2 separate regions of the Mus musculus genome follow, and region 1 is linked to region 2. Evidence: chromatin contacts called from public HiChIP or PLAC-seq data. All regions are on one chromosome and are shown on one strand. Each heading gives the region's core, a stretch centred on a gene start, on an enhancer-like site or on the middle of the called end of the contact. The rest is flanking DNA. Distances are from core to core; before and after follow the strand shown. Region 1 has its middle 76 kb from the start of Gm41649. Region 2 overlaps Gm46609 (predicted gene, 46609).

Region 1 (3,960 bases), core at 152-2,651, 280 kb before region 2:
AGAGCTAGACGGGGTGGCTGACCCTCAGCTGGCAGATCGTCAGAAGATGACCCTTTCACAGGGTCACACATCAGATACCCTGCATGTCAGATCATGATCACAGTAGTGGCAAAATTACAGTTATGAAGTAGTAATGAAAATAACTTTATGGTTGGAGGCACTGCAACGTGAGGAACTGTGTTAAAGGGTTGCAGCATTAGGAAGGCTGAGAACCACTGCTCGAGGCAATGACCAGTCTGGATTCCTGCCGTGAGGGTTAGGGCTACATTTACAGGCAGTGTCCTGCCCTCCCAAGCTTGGCTTTAAATATATGCACACATTAGTTATGGGTCAAGAGGTAAAGCCACCTAATAAGCAGCTTATTGTCAGCTCCTCCCCCCAAAACTCAGGACAAATGGCTAACAGCGGTGTCTATTTAACAACCCAGGCTTCCAGGCGCTCTCTGTTCTCACCAAGCTCCTGTTAGAGTCCTGGTATCTCTGCATTTCTCACCACCCCAACCCCATCCTCCATTCCCTACCCCTACTCTCTGCCCTAAACTCTCCCCTCCCCTCCCCTCCCCTCCCCTCCCCTCCCCTCCCCTCCCCTTCCCTAAACTACCCTTCCTCTAGCTTCTCCTTTCTACATAAACCTGCCATTTAGGCCGTGCTTTCTTGGTTCTTCCGCTCTTGGCCATCTTTGCTCTCTTGGGTCTTCTCTTGGTCCTTCTTCCTCATATCTACCATAAGAACCTCTCTACAACAATACCTAGAATGGTCATGCCCTTTCTCATTTACTTATCAGACCCTTTCTCCCACAAAAAAAAAAGAGCTGCAGGTGACATGACAGGCCTCTGCCATGGGTTAGTTTCTGGCTTCCCAAAGGCTATGGCACCAGGAACCTCAGGATGTGATCTTATTTAGAATCAAGGACTCTGTCGATGTAATTAAATAAGACTGTTGTGATGAACACACAACACAGATTAGGTTGTGCCCTAAATCTACGCGAATGTCCCCAGAAGGGACAGGAAAGACACAGTCACAGGAAGGAAAAGCTGCCTGAGGATGGAGAGTTGGCGCCCCCTGTCTGCAAGCCAGGGGGCGTCAGAGAGCGCCGGAGCCAGTGGGAGTTAAGACCCAGGCCGCACAGCTCAGAGCCTCCCTCAGAGCTTCTAGAAAGAATGCGCCCCGAGAACACACCATTGTGGATCTCCCAGAAGTGAAGCGTCAGCGGAAGAGAGAACCTGGGTTCTGAAGACTACACAGGAACTTCTCGAGTTAATTAAAGGCTAGGCCTGCTGCTGTGTGACCCGCGAGAAGGAAGCTAGAGTGGTTTCTTTGCTTGAAGGAAAGTGTCCAGGGCCAGCCAGGCCACACTCCAGGTCCCGGGGGAGCAAGGGCATTGTCTACAGTTGCTGTGTCTCTAATGGGGAAGGTGTGTCTGTCCTGTCGCTAGGAAACAGGCAGCCAGGCCTGCAGGCTCTCAGCCTGGAGCGAAGGCAGATGGTGACAAGATTAAATAGTGCCTTTCATTTCAACATAGGAAATGTTTTCAATTCTCCTTTCTTCACGTCTCTAAAAAAAGGCAAGTGGCGGAAGCGCCCTACTGGAAATTTATTAACAAAAGCCCAGGCAGGCCCCAAAAAAGCAGACTTTTTCTTTTCAAGTATTTCCCCCAGGCAACCGGCAGTCGCGTCGAGGGTGGACGCCCTTGTTTTACACCAGGACTGCCATCCAGCTCCTGAGCTTTGAGTTCTCTCCATCATCTGGGAGGCGCTCCTCCCACCATTCCACAGATGAGATGGACAGGAACAAGTCCCCTCATCCTCGGGGATTCAGACACTACATATGTCACAGATAGTACATATGTTGTGGTTTTTTAAAAAAAATACATACCTATGATAAAGTTTAATGTTTAAGTTAGGCACAGGAAGGTGTAATGTCAGCACCCTGAACGCAAAGCAAAGAGGGTTACCCTGAGTTCCAGGACATCCTGGACTACATAGTGAGTCCTAGGTAGTGAGCCTGGGCTACATAGCAAGACCCTCTCTCAAGAATCAAACACTAAATATATAAACAATAATGAATTCAACACAGATTGATCAGGAACTAGGGTCACTGTAACAATACTGTTGAGTGCAGACCGCACCTGCCCCGCATGATTCTCCCATGGTCTTCGGGCTGTGCCTCGCCCTGAGAGAGTTCATTTTGGAGAAGGTTGGCTCTACCTTGGCGGGCATGTGGCATCACCAGTGTTGAAGGACAGACTGATGGAGGTTTTATCCCTGAGTGTGGAAAGGGTGTCACCCTGTACACTTGTCAAGGTGAACTGGGATTGTAGGAGCATGTGAGTGTGTTAAAATCGCACTCTGGACACACCGGGCTCAGGGATGTCCTGAGGCAGAGCTCCTTTATCTGAAGAGGAATTCTGTCTTACAATACCCCTCCCCCCAACTCACAGTCTGTTAGGTGACCATCCTCTGTGTATCAGGGGACAAAATAGTAGAGAACTCTCCACTGTACCAGGGACTTCCAGTTCAGCTCAGTCCCCACTGTTGCCTGTCTCCTCTGCAGCCAGACTCAGCTCCGAAGCTCCGCCTCTAACCGTGAGTCAGCAGCAGCCAGCCCTACAGTAGCACCCTCCAGCCCTGGTGACCTGCTCTGTCCCCAGGGTCCTGCTCTACCCCAGGTGACCAGCTCTATCTACTCACCTTGCACCTTGCCTCTCCATTGATTTCAGCTTCCCAGTTTTGGTTTCTCAAAACTCTTCACTCCGACTTCTTACAGGAATTCCATAAACATATGTCTGGCTGTCTCTGGAAATATGTTCCCTCTCCTACACCCAGCCACCCCCGCCCTCCACTGTATGTGATGTATGATCTAAGGGTTACTGTTAGTGATAAGAGAAGAATAAAAGAATGTGTGTCGGACCACAAGGGCAAGGACAGTGTGACTACCTGACAGATTGCTGCCAATGAAGCTACTGGATCTTCTGACAACAAATAGAAAGATAAATAGCACTCATGTGTCTGACAGAGCGCGCCCACGATAAATATACTGTAAACAGGGTGCTAGGTGAATGTAATCTCTCTTCATGGTCTCTCAAAATAGCTCATTGTATTATACTTGCCCTCTCTGTTCTTCTGATCATCCCTTGGCCTGGTGAGGCCACGCTGTGTGTACCTGGCCTGGTGTGCCCACACTGTGTGCACTACCCACCCACTTTCCTTTAGCCACCACGTATCAGATCAACCGTTATCATAGTTCAGAGCTTGTGATCACAGGCCATGCTAGCGCCCCAGCTCTCCGCCTCCTCTTCCCTAAACTCCTCCAGCTCACGGGCTTCTCTCCCTAGCTCCTCACCCTCCTTATGACCTGGCTAGGCTCTCTCTGCCTCCCTCCTCCCCACTTCCCCACTCTCCCTCTCTCTCTGTTCCTCCCTCTCTGTGTGCATGCTTCTCTCCTGGCCAGGTCCATCCTGCTGGCCATGTTCAGTCTACTACTTCTTCTCTGCATTCTTCCAGATGCCGCTGGATGCTCCCTCCCTTATGTCTACAATAAAAACCATCCCCTTAACCATACCATGGAAGGGTCATGCCATCCGTTTACACTGGGTAGTTCAACATCAACCATTAACAACCCTGATGTTTGGTGAGGGCACCAACCAGGTTTTTGCTGGAGAGCTGGTGGAAGTAGGTGAAGGAGCCCTTTGTAATGTTGCCAATCCTATCCAAGAGGGGACAGCCTCCCAAAGGTGCACCTTCTAACATCTCACACTGGGGACTAGGTTTCAACATGAGAATTTGTGTGGAGGTTCCTGGCATTGGAAAGTCAGAGGGAGGAGGAAGACCACGTTTGAGGCCAGTGTAGTCTGCACAGAGAGTTCCAGGTCTGCCAGGGATAGATGGCTAATGAGACCCTGTTTCAAAAACCAAAATTACAACAAACAGCAACAACAAACAAATAATTACTGGGGACATAA
Region 2 (4,113 bases), core at 1,381-3,880:
TGGCCTCAAACTCATAGCAGTCTGCCTGCCTCTGCCTCCTGTGCACCATTATGCCCTACATTAAAAGCCATTTTTTTAAGTTTTATTTATTTATTATATGTAAGTATACTGTAGCTGTCTTTAGATCACATTACAGATGGTTGTGAGCCACCACGTGGTTGCTGGGATTTGAACTCTGGACCTCCGGAAAAGCAGTCAGTGCTCTTAACCGCTGAGCCATTTCACTAGCCCTAAAAGTCTTTTTTTTTTTTTTTTTTTTTAAATAAAATCTTCTTTTAATCTCAGCACTCAGGAGACAGAGGCAGATGGATCTCTGAGGGTAAATTCTAGGACAGCCAGAGCTACCCAGAGAACCTCCTTATTCTGCTCTCAGTAAAACAAATCTTCTAAGCAGGTACACAATTTCTAGTGCCCCTTAATCTTTTTTTTCTTTCTTTCTTTTTTTCTGTAGTACTGGATTCAAACTGAAGGTGTTACATATACACCCTACCACTGAGCCATACTCCTAACACTACTGGATTTTTTCTTCAATTTTATTTTATTTTTATTTATTGTCATATATGTGTGTTTGTTCCCATGAGCATGGGTGTGTGTGGAGGACAGATCCCCTGGAGCTGGAGCTATCGATGGCTGTGAATTGCCCCATGTGTGTGCTGGGCACTGAACTCTGGTCTTCTCCCTGCTGAGCCAGCGCTCTAGCCCCACATCAGTCCTGCTACATACGGAGGTTCTTGAAAGCCTTTATTTGTTGGCTGACACATAACTGTACTTGTGTAAAGAACACAGTGTGACATTTTAGTTCTTGTATATGACGGTAGTCAGGTGATAGTGGTGTATGCCCTATGATCCCAGAACTCATAAGGCTTCTGACTAGAGAGTTAGGAGTTCAAGGACAGCCTGGGCTATATGAGATACTACTTAAACATACATACAAACAAACAAACAAACAAACACCAAAAACAATAAAACAAACAAATCAAAACCAGATAATGATCAGATCAGGGCAGTTAGCACATCTCTCATCCAGACATCCTCCTTTCTCTGGGTTCTGAGCATTCAAGACCTCTCTGTTTTTGTGAGACAGGATCTCATGTAGGCCAGGCTGGCCTCAAATTCGTTGTCTGAAACAGGCTTATAACTACAGACTGCAGCTTCCCTGGAAAGGCCTTCTCAGTCACAGATAGAAGTCACATGAGTGAATACTGGCCGGGCTATTTCTTCTGCGGAGAAGGCCTGGCTGTTCCTTTAGCCTGCCTGCCCTTTTACAGAATGGCAAGCCTTCCCTCCTACCTTCAGGGTTCCTGTGGAAGCCAAAGAGATGGGTCCACGAATGGCTGGGAGTTCCGGTTGAGTCTGTGCTTATATAAACATCACACTGAGAAGTGAATAGCAGGAGCAGGTATAAAGTGTGACGTGATCCCTCCCAGCATGCAGCGTTGCTCAATGGAGTCCATTCATGTCCCCGAGAAAAGCAAGGAGAGGTACTGGAAGGAGTGGGTGGAACCAGAAAGTTCCTAGGACAAAGGTGTTATCCGCACCATAAAAGTGAGGTATCATGGCCTTGGGCCCCACGCCCATGGATGGAGAGAAAACCAGAGCTGAGGTAGCTCCCCAGAACTCAGGCCAGTGTACACTCGGAGCGGCTGAGGCGAAGCTGACGAACCTCAAAGGCTTCGTGGGAGAGCCTGTGAACAGACCAGAGAGTGAGGTCACTGCATGAGCTGAGAAGGAAACGGTGGTTGGCGGAGGGCTGCCCTACCACAGCCGGCCAGCCTACCACAGCTGCCCTCTGGGTAGATAGATACTAGCTGATTTAGTCTCTAAAAGCTGGAGTCCACTGTACATGTACAGTTCAATGCCTTGGGGTGTGGGGGCTCCCCTTGTTAAAATGTGAATGGTCACATTCATTTGTGGGATCGTCATGAATGATGAATGGGATTTTTTTTTTCTTTTTTCCTTTTCTTTTTCTTTTTCTTCTTTGTCTTTCCTTTTCATTTAGGCCTCTAGCTGGGACCACACCCTGCCACCTGAGACACAGAGGCCAACGGTGAGGAAAGCAGGCGGAATGGAAATGCCCCTTTAACCATCCAAGAACCAGAGAAAAGCCACAGGCTCCAGGAAGGTTCAAAGGGCAGAGGGAGGGCCTGGTGAACTCGAAGTCTCCAAACAGTAGCTTGGACATGCCCATTGGGGCAGGGCAAAGACAGCATCCCGCACAGGGACTTCTTTGGCATTTATGTTGGACAGTCACCCCGAGCTCTCTGACTACAGGCCTGGAAAGTCTCTACAGTTAGTACTGAGAAGAGTGGGAGCTCGGTGAGATTCCACGGTGGGGGGATCCAGGCAGGGAGACTGGGCCTGCAGTTAGAGCTGCTTGTCTTTCTGGATCAGGAACTCAGAAATCAGATACTGGCTTGACCTGCCTTCAAAGTAGGATTGACCGTAGGTATGTTGGGATGGTTGGGCATTTCCTGAAAATAACGTTTTCCCTACCCTACTCACTGATCCCTAGCATTCCTTTAACAGGGAGCCAAGACTTGCGTTACAGAGCAAATTTAAAGTGGCTCGGGAAGAGAAACTCTAGACAGAGGAAGAGGAAGTGTGTGTGTGTTGGGGGGGGGGGGGGCTCGAGCACACGCGCGCATGCCCTTCTTGTACGGTGGTCATGTTTTGCTCATGCCCATGCGCATGAGGGAATAAATCAGCTTCCTCTATCACAAAAAGCAGCAGAATTATTCCCAACTGGCTTTAGGTTTCCCAGATTTAGGCAGCAGAAGAAAGCAAAGCCGCCCCCTCCCCCCTCCCCAGACAACATTATGAAACCAGAGAGCTGCTCCAAAGGCTTCAATTCTTCTTATTTTTTTACGTTGGTAGTTCTCTGCCTTTCTGATATGTAGTGCTGCCTCCTGCTGGCCATGTTGCGGTATAGCGGCTGAAAGGCACGGGGGTGAGGGGTGGGGGACTCTGACCCCCTACCTAGGAAGCCTATGGCGGGAACATCGCTTAAGAAACAGGATAAGACTCTCAAAAAAAAAAAAAAAAAAAAAAAAAAACAACAACAACAACAACAAAAAACCTCTGGGTGTCTTTTGGCTTTGAATTTAAACAGGGATATCTATGTCTTGAGCTCTAGTTTAGCAAATTAGGTTCCAGGGCCTTGAATGTTCAAAGAACAATGGCTGCCAGCTCCACCCACCTCCTGGATTCCAGGTTCCCGGGCAATCTTCTGCAGTTCTCTCCGGTGAGGCTGCGGCCTCCAGGGCGTGGTGAGAGTCTCCATTGTCTTGTTCCCTACCACTCCTAGAATCTCTCCAAAGGAGATTTCCCTACAGTTGCTAAGCAAAGCAGTGCCAGTTTCTGTAGATAGGGCCCAGCAGAGATTAGAATTTATGTAGCTGCACTTGGATGGTCAAATATCTCAAAAAAGATACCTTCAAGTTGCCTGATGCTATGCTAGAGTATTAACAAAAGCCACCAAAAGCCGGGCGGTGGTGGCGCATGCCTTTAATCCCAGCACTTGGGAGGCAGAGGCAGGCAGATTTCTGAGTTCGAGGCCAGCCTGGTCTACAAAGCGAGTTCCGGGACAGCCAGAGCTACACAGAGAAACCCTGTCTCGAAAAAAAAAAAAAAAAGTCACCAAACATATTTATTGCCTTTTTATTTTAATTTGTGTGTGTGTGTACATGTGCCATTACAAATGTTTGTGAGCCACCATGTGGTTGCTGGAAATTGAACTCAGGACCTCTGAAAGCCACTCTTAGCCCCAGCCCAATGTCTAGGCTTTTTTTTTTTTTTTTTAAAGAATAAAAGATGGTGTCTTGATATGTGGCCCAAACTGTTCTCAAAGTTCCAGCAGTCCTCCTGCCTCAGCATCCTGAATGCTAGGATTACAGGTGTGCACCACCATGCCCTGCTAACCAAGCATTTTAGAGACACTGATAAAATTTATACTGGTTTCAGCTGTATAGTTCCAATTCACGAGAATGAAGGTAGGTGGGTCTAGAGAGATGGCTTGATAGTTAAGAGGACTGGCTGCTCTTTGTAGAGGATCTGGGTTAGATTTCCAATATCCACATGACCATCTATAATTTCATTTCCAGGGATATGATGCCC

The links. HiChIP or PLAC-seq counts read pairs in DNA pulled down with a chosen protein or histone mark.
Region 1: a contact with region 2 is called in an H3K27ac HiChIP or PLAC-seq map of embryonic stem cells, with 5 read pairs. The contact joins two enhancer-like sites. A contact is called at or near these places in 2 of 484 Hi-C or Micro-C datasets (the HL-1 cell line and embryonic stem cells) and 3 of 115 datasets of contacts at active chromatin or transcription factors (embryonic stem cells and pancreatic cancer cells).

Annotation. Positions count from the first base shown.
Region 1 is chr17:87,875,107-87,879,066 of GRCm38.p6, reverse strand. No RefSeq gene overlaps it. Among named protein-coding and RNA genes, the nearest start is that of Gm41649, 76 kb to the right of the region's middle. Within about 2 kb of position 1,401, at least 97 of the 459 cell types and tissues checked have an H3K27ac peak or open chromatin away from gene starts, as enhancers often do. A contact at or near this core is called in embryonic stem cells, where this site is marked.
Region 2 is chr17:87,600,893-87,605,005 of GRCm38.p6, reverse strand. It overlaps Gm46609 (predicted gene, 46609), which reads left to right. Exons shown (of 3, transcript NR_169183.1): 3 at 2,000-2,723. Among named protein-coding and RNA genes, the nearest start is that of Gm46609, 11 kb to the left of the region's middle. Within about 2 kb of position 2,630, at least 107 of the 459 cell types and tissues checked have an H3K27ac peak or open chromatin away from gene starts, as enhancers often do. A contact at or near this core is called in embryonic stem cells, where this site is marked.